Linked DNA regions of Zea mays: region 2 is linked to region 1. Evidence: chromatin contacts called from public Hi-C data. All regions are on one chromosome and are shown on one strand. Each heading gives the region's core, a stretch centred on a gene start, on an enhancer-like site or on the middle of the called end of the contact. The rest is flanking DNA. Distances are from core to core; before and after follow the strand shown. Region 1 holds the start of LOC100281668. Region 2 holds the start of LOC100285048 (pepsin A).

Region 1 (3,989 bases), core at 951-3,450:
ACTTTCCCTTGGACTGAAGATTTCTGATTAAGCAATTCTGACATCTAATCAAGGAAATTAAAATGTGAGCAGAATAAATTGTAAACATTTTGCAGATGGAGTACCACAGCTGTACTTAACAACATAATGAACTTTAGAATCAAACTTGTTTTAGTCACCAATTAACCTTTTTAGTAACTTCGATCAGTTCTACTGTCATGTTACTAGAGAGTAACATTCCAGTGAAGAAATAAAGAAAAAGCGGCTTTTAACCCTGATAAACAGGGAATAACCACCTCCAAATGTGAAAGGAGCAGATTTTCAATGTTACAACCCAAAATACTAAACTACTTTTAGAAGGGAAAACAGGAAAAGAAACACCGAGCTAGCATAGTAAGGGCACATGAACAGTAGGAAACACAGCCATACTCACTTTATCAGAAACAGGGCAATATTAAATGTTGAAGTGTTAAGCAAAGAGATGGTAACCTAGTCATGGTCTTGACTCATAAGCAAATGACACAAACCTACCATGTGAATTGTACTTAAAACCAAGGCGTCAAGTAAAGCTGCTTTTCACCTTGATCGAAAAGCAAGAAGGTTCTACACATTTAACAGGCCACATGGTCCAATGACATGCTGCAGTCGTGCACCAGAAATACATGAAAATTTAGTTGTCCAAAACCACCCCCAAAAGTCCCACAAATATTTTTTTTGTCATAGACTTGCATTATATACCAGCTACCATGACAAGGACTAGCATTTCCCTGCCACGGGGTTACACACCATTTGCTATCTTGCTAGACTTCAGTAAGCAACCTCTGAAGTCCAAGGTGGATTGCCGTGGAGTGGTTTCACATTTGCTTACTTGCCGTCCACAAAAGCTGAATTCCACCGGAAGCTGCTAGTCTGAATGTCACCAGAGTCCTAATCGCACATCAGCGTGATGTAATGCGCACCGAACCGAATCGTTGAAGGATTTGCAGGGAAATTAATTGCTGCCTGCCAGATCGAGGAGCCATGATGAAGGAAGGCAATATCCGCAGCCGATACAGGTGGCCGCCGAACTCCGGTAGGCCGTAGGCATCAGGATCAGGCACGCAGCTCAGCAAAAGGGATCAGCAGGATAATTCCAGGACGCCAGACATTCTCCGGCGTTAATGAATGGAAGGCAGTAGCATCTCGATCCTGATGCTCCGCAGACCAGGAAAGCTTACACGGTTGTTGGGGCGCGCAGACTAGCTACAGCCACTAGTACCACGTACAGTAATATAGAATTTGTGCCCGCACGCAAAAGAAACGAAGACGGGTGTGGCTTCTACTACAACTGTTGATAATGATTGAACTTTAAGCACAGTACTTGGATTAGTTGACTGGCATATCATGTGAACGAGAAAAATAATGGCCATACCGCGTCATGAAGCAGAAAAAATGGTTTTTAATTATTATAAAAGAAGAAAATGATGAAACTGGAAGGCAAAGAGAAATTCTGACGCCCAAATCAGATGGGCAATTTTTGAAGCAACCAGCGTCCAGCGGACGAGAAGGTGAATTCAACCATGAGGCGTTGATTCGGCTCGCGATGCTGCGGACGCAACAAGAAGACATCAAAGGCATGATGAATCCAACCCCATCCGATCCCCCAAAATCCATGACCACCACCAATCACGGCATCAGAACAGGCAACCCGCGGGATAAAACGGGGCAGCCAGGTCAGTCCGTCCGATCACGCGGCGCGCTGGAACTGGAAGTAGAAGCGGGAGGGAGCGCGGCGAGGAGACCGTGGCGCGCGGGCGTGGTACGCACCTGGTTGAACTCGAGTACGTCGGAGCGAAAGCGGATGCGGTCTCCCTTGTCGACGCCGACGTCGCGCGGCACCGCGCGGAGCGTTGCCCCGCCGCCGCCCGGGAGCGGCACGTCCCTTGTCTCCTCGCCGAGCTCCACCAGGCGCCGCCCCTCGCTGGCCTTGGCAAACCGCATACGGAAGTCGGACGTGAGGTCAAACCCGGCACCGAGCGCCCGCACCACCTCGTCCCCCGCCGCTTCCATCACTGCACAGTGCGCGCGCGCACACACACCTCCTCTCCCTGCCCTTCTCCTCCTCGTCGCCTTCTAAAGATAAGATGCGCCTTGGCAGGCAGCTACGTACGATGATGAAGCACCCAACCGCCGCCCGAGCGCATGCCTCTCTTCAACGGAAGACGAGACAGGAGAGGAGAAGGTGAAGAGGGAAGGTTTGACTATGGAAAGGTCGGACGAAGGAAGAAAAAAAAGAGGGTTGGTGGTGGCAAGGGAATGCGGCACGTGGGGCCCGCAAGGGTAGGGGGGAAGCGGGAAGGAAACAGGAGAAGAATGCCGCTATTGCCACTTGTACGCTGGCACTGATCGGACACAAAATAAAAACGAACGAGCGGGGCGGATGGATCGGGCCCCCGGGTCGTTTGCGCGGTTTTGAGTTTTCGCCGCAGCAACCGCGGCTGACGGTTGCGGTCCACCGCGGAGAGGATGGTCGCCTGCTGCTCGGGGTGCTGCAGGCTGTGCAAGAAAGCCCGTACCATATGAAAAAATGGTTCATCAGAGATATACAACTCAACCTTTTACAAAATCAAATAACTATTTATTTTTTAAAAGTTGAGTGGTATATATAAAATCAATCAAAAAAATACGGTACCGAAATCGAAACATGTATTGCTAGACCTTAAAATCATCTGATTTTATTGATTTGGAATCAGTCCGTTGCTCGGTCCGCGTACCATAATAGGAGATCGTTCGATCCTTGGATTCCTTCACGCAGCAGTAGATCGTCTCAAGGTCTAGTGATGCAGGTATAGGCCTTGGGACCATGGTTTTTTCCCATACCATATAAAGACTAAAAAAATCATTGAGGACTTCTCGTTTCAATAATTTAATCATTATATTTGGTGGTCCGGATCACCAAAACTAGTGTTTTTCAACTTATATATCACTACTACTATTAAGACAGCAAAGTGGGCGTCTGGCGCGGCCAATGCCACCGCCTTGCCCCCCCTCAAAGTCTGCCATGTGGCCCCGCCTCGCCTTTCCCTCCGCGTAGCCGCGCAGCCGTGGTGTGGCCGGCCGTCTCGGAGGCTGCCTGACCCGCCATGCCCCTGCCTCGCCTTCCCCTCCGCGCAGCCGCGGTGTGGTCGACCGTCTCGTAGGCCGCGCCGACCCGCCGTGTCCCGCCTCGCCTTCCCCTCCGCGCATCCTCCTCCTCGCCGCCGCAGAGGCCAAATACGATGAGGATGTCTGAGGCTAGCGACTTCATCATCCCCGCCGCCGTCGCCGACCAGGGCCGCTTCGACGTTGGCCAACGTACGCCGCACATCTCGCCACAACTCCTATGTCCTTTCCCCACAGATATTGACCATCGACTATTGATTTCTCAACATTGTTTTTTTTCCAGTCTGGTAGCCAGAAGAGGGTTCGCTAGTGGCCTCCGAGGGAGAGGCGCGGGCGCTCGGACCCATCGCCGGTGGCCTCTACATGAGTGGGGCTTCAACAACTCCTCATCGGCACCGCCTTCGTGGTCATGCAATGGGTGCTCGTGTCATTGGTGAAGCTCTCCCCCACTACGACCATGTCTGGCGGCAACAAGAATAGCTACTAGGACAACCTCATTGAGGAGAAGGGGCAGTGGTAGACACTTTTCTCCCATCTCTCACATCTGTTCCACACATCCCGTGGAGACTATATATCACAAGTTATTTTACAACGGATCAGTATGACGTAGAAATTGTTTTATTTTTTAGCATTCACAACGTCCTACAAAGACAATGCACTTAGTGTGAGTGGTTGACAACCTGAAATTTTAATGTCACCTAGCGTGTCATGATACCACTGATACTAACACAACTATCTCTACTTTGCTCCTATCAGCAAGCAATTCTTATACTGATTTTCCACATTATGCCATGCAAATGGACAACATGGATAAGGAATTGAGGTCGTCAAGGTTATCGAAGGAGTTGAACAAGCACTATGCTGCAATT
Region 2 (3,774 bases), core at 982-3,481, 200 kb after region 1:
TATTATAAATGTACAAATGCATGTAGCAATATAATGTTTCCAGTTTCCATATAAGGAAAACATGAGTATAAGAACCACCATCAAATGCACCTTCCGGAAAACTGGAAACAGATGAAGTCTTCATAATTACGTACGGCCAAATCTGGATGCTTATCAAATACCTAAAAAGTGGTTAAGAGAACATATGGCGGTCACAAATTGTTCTTGATCACTACTCCGCACAAAGATTGTTTGTTTCATGCAGAAGTTCCCATACCGCAGTCAGCAAAGTCCTATAAACTTCCCTCGGAAGATATGCCAGTGTTGTCCCGCTGTCAATGATAGTTCCTTTACTGTCACCCGAATCAAAAGTACTTGTAGGAAGCTGAAGTGTAGCACCACCAACAGAAATTCCTTGCAGATTGACATTGTAGTGTGTCCTGTGGTAAATTTCAATAAGAGGTTCCAGAGCATCATTCAAAAGAATACATGCGGAAAAAGTAATTGAAGAGGATGGTAGCTTTACTATTTACATAGATAAATCCAAGGGGCGCACATGAAGAGTAAACCAAGACATTGGCATTAAAAGCTGTAAGGATAACTGGATAAGAACTTGGGAGTTGGGACACTTTGATATATTGTACTCCCTCTGTCCTGTCCCTGAATAAATAAAACACATTTTGGCTGGAAACAGGTCGTGCTTCAAGATCGATTTTCAACGAATAGTGATCAGGAAACGGTCAAAGCTTTTGTGTCTATAATGTCAAAGCTTTGGATGTTGGGTCAGTCAACTCCGCTTAGCACAAACTAAACTAACTACCAAGAGTTCCGGCTGATAAGCCATGGCAGGGAAAATCAAACAAACTAAACTATCAGTCAACAAAGACTACCACGAGAGCAGCTCAAAGTAGATGAGACAGAAAATAGGTATGATGAGGATGGAAACGGGGGGAAAGCAGAGCAGAGAGCACGTACGCGCGCGTTGGGCACCAACGGCGTCGTCTTCACTATGGGGGGCTGTACCACATTGCCAATAGCGAAGATACCACCACCACGCACAGTGTCCAAGCAGTGAGCAAAAATCTTCCTCACTTTACAAGCAGCAGCCAGCTGCGACAGCATCGACGCATCCGACTGGCCGAACCCAAGAATCCCATCAAGCGCCTGGCTCGACGATCCCAGATCCCCACCAAGCTGCGCACCACACCTGCAGCACGGAAAGAGCGGCAGAATCAACGGACGAGTGGTCCCCCAGGCCAGGTGCACTTGCTCCCCCAAGGCTCTCACCCAAACGTGATGCTGACGTTGGACGGGGTGGTCTGGCCATTGCCGGACACCTGATTGTACTGCACGAAATCTGTGACGTAGAAGCCGGTCGTGGAGCTCCCATCTCCGTAGGTGATCCTGAACTGGCACGGCGACGCCGCCGAGGGGCACGCGGGGGGCACGCCGCTCGCCGCGCTGTTGGCAACGCAGAACTCTTGTTCGCACCCCACCGTGGTCCCGCTGCCGGCCGAGTCGTACTGCGTCAGCTCTATCTAACAACCAAACCCAGCACGATCCTTTTTCACGAGAAAAAAAAATCTTCTAAGAGACAAAAGCATGGCGCCATGGCTGGCTGGAGAGCATTACCCCGAGGCCGCTCCTGGTGGGGCAGCCGTCGCAGCTGATGCCGTTCACCCAAAGGATATCGCTGCCGGTGTCCACCTGCACGTAGTAGCCCTTGGGCGGCGAGCCGATCTCAATCCGCGTGTAGTACAGGCTGCGCTGCGCAGAAACCCCAGTCAGACACGCCAAGAGAAGCCTACTATGTATCATCATCACCGCAGCCAGAAACGCACACGCGCAGCCGATGCTGATAGATCACCTACCCGGTCGCGGTGGGGAGCCCGACGCCGCCAAGGGGCAAGTCAACGGCACCAAGGAGCCGGCCGTTGCGGCCCATGTCGTGCCTCAAAAGCGCCGCGAGGCGGTGCTCCACCACGTCCCCGCCTCCGTGGCGCGGGAACTTGCGGCGCACCTGGAAGAGGCCGGTGGCGGCCGCGCGCTCCACCGACAGCAATGAGAGGAGGACGAGTAGCATCGAGAAGAAGCTGGAAGCGCGGGGCACCGCCGCCATCGATCCGATCGGGCTCTGGCTTTGCTACTTTGCTTAGTGCGGAGGTCTTCCTACTCCAGGCAGAGGCAGCCAGACGGTGAGGTCGCAAGGGAACGACGATTGTGTCCGCCTTCTGGTAAGGCGCAGAGAAGAGTGTGAGGAGCGGGAGCACAAGGGGAAATTTAATAGGCGTTGCTTTCAACGGCCCGTGTTTAAATCAGCCGGGAGATACTGATATTTCTTTCCTTCCATCGTATAACCCTGTACAACCCTATACGATACTCCAAATATAAAACATAACTAAAATACAAAATAATATATTTGACATGTTTTATTATATTCATTATACCAATCAGAACATTAAATAAATTAAATTAAGTAATCAGCTAGTCATTTGTTTCGAATATAGTAGAGCCAAGACATAGTATCTTTGCCAAGAAACGTGTCCTGGGTTTTTTTACATTTACACCCTTATATGCATTCGAAGATATAGTTCAAAACATCTATTATACATGCCATAATTACATGGAAACGAATCATGTGCAAACCAATTATTTGGTACAAATCGTGCAAATAGACATGATAATTTTACAAAACAACCTTACCGGCGTGTATCACCTTTTAAAATGACCCTTCAACCTCTTTTGATATATTTTTAAATTTACCCTCCCACCTTCACCAATATATTGATTTGCACGGTTTGCACTAAGTGTTTGGTTTGCACCTGATACGTTCTCTAATTGCATACATGTCTCCGATATTAAAACTCGGTGGCGTTTGAGTCTGCCTCTGCCCTCGGCGGGGTTTTACAGAGGTGGCCTAGGTGGACAGTAATATCCTGGCCTTAAGAATGTAGCCATAATTTTTGTACAAAGGGAGTCATAAATAAAATGTAATAGATTATATGTAATATATGGGTGTCTGATTTCAGTTTAAATTTAACTTCATAGACTACCTATTTTTCTCAAACGCACAAATAACAAAATAGTCAATATTTATTGAATCGATCACTAATTATATATACTTAAATGCTTAAAAACTAGTTGCAATTCATATGTATTTATATCTTTGTACAAACCTAAGAGGGCTCGGGCCCCTACTAGCTATTCTTTGTCTACGACACTGTATGGCCCAAGGCTTAATATGATTAATGGAAAATCCATACCAACAAGGTTATTTTGTTTTTCCGTAAGCCTACTTCGAAAGAACCTTGGCCCGAAACAATCTGCGGAGGCACGTTAGTTCCCGCACCTTTGCTCGTGCTCCTCTGCTAGACAATCGACGACCTCATGGACCTCCTCCTCTAGGCCATCCTTCGTCGCCTCACCCCTGCGGCCTATCCGACCTCCTCCGTGTAGCACTCACCTGCCACCGCTGGTGTTCGGCCACCACCTGCGCCCTCCCACGTGTGTCGCTCCTCCTCGGCTACTTCTTCCACACTGAATGTCCCGCCATGCTGACGTCGGACAAGAACCACCACCCTGTTGTCTTTCTTCGGCTCAACGCCTCCTCCCCGCAACTCTCACTCGGCCTCACTATGAGGCGATGCCAGGATCCATATCCAAGAAGAAGGAAAGCAATATACTATAGTTAACTTTGTTGGTTTTTGGTCTCCATGTTAGTAGTCAACAATTTGAATATAATATTTTACTTATTATGATATCCAAAATTTCAACTCATGTTAGTAAATTTATGAT

What was found. Hi-C and Micro-C count contacts between places; a contact is called where the count stands out from the background.
Region 2: a Hi-C map of bundle sheath shows a contact between it and region 1, with 6 times the contacts expected there. The contact joins the promoter of LOC100285048 here to the promoter of LOC100281668 in region 1. A contact is called at or near these places in 5 of 25 Hi-C or Micro-C datasets (bundle sheath, ear, leaf and 1 more).

Annotation. Positions count from the first base shown.
Region 1 is chr4:96,174,460-96,178,448 of Zm-B73-REFERENCE-NAM-5.0, forward strand. LOC100281668 reads right to left here and starts at 2,201. Exons shown (of 7, transcript NM_001154588.2): 1 at 1,786-2,201; 2 at 1-44. The coding sequence starts at 2,028.
Region 2 is chr4:96,371,773-96,375,546 of Zm-B73-REFERENCE-NAM-5.0, forward strand. LOC100285048 (pepsin A) reads right to left here and starts at 2,232. Exons shown (of 10, transcript NM_001157943.2): 1 at 1,851-2,232; 2 at 1,612-1,741; 3 at 1,267-1,517; 4 at 959-1,186; 5 at 257-419; 6 at 91-161. The coding sequence starts at 2,098.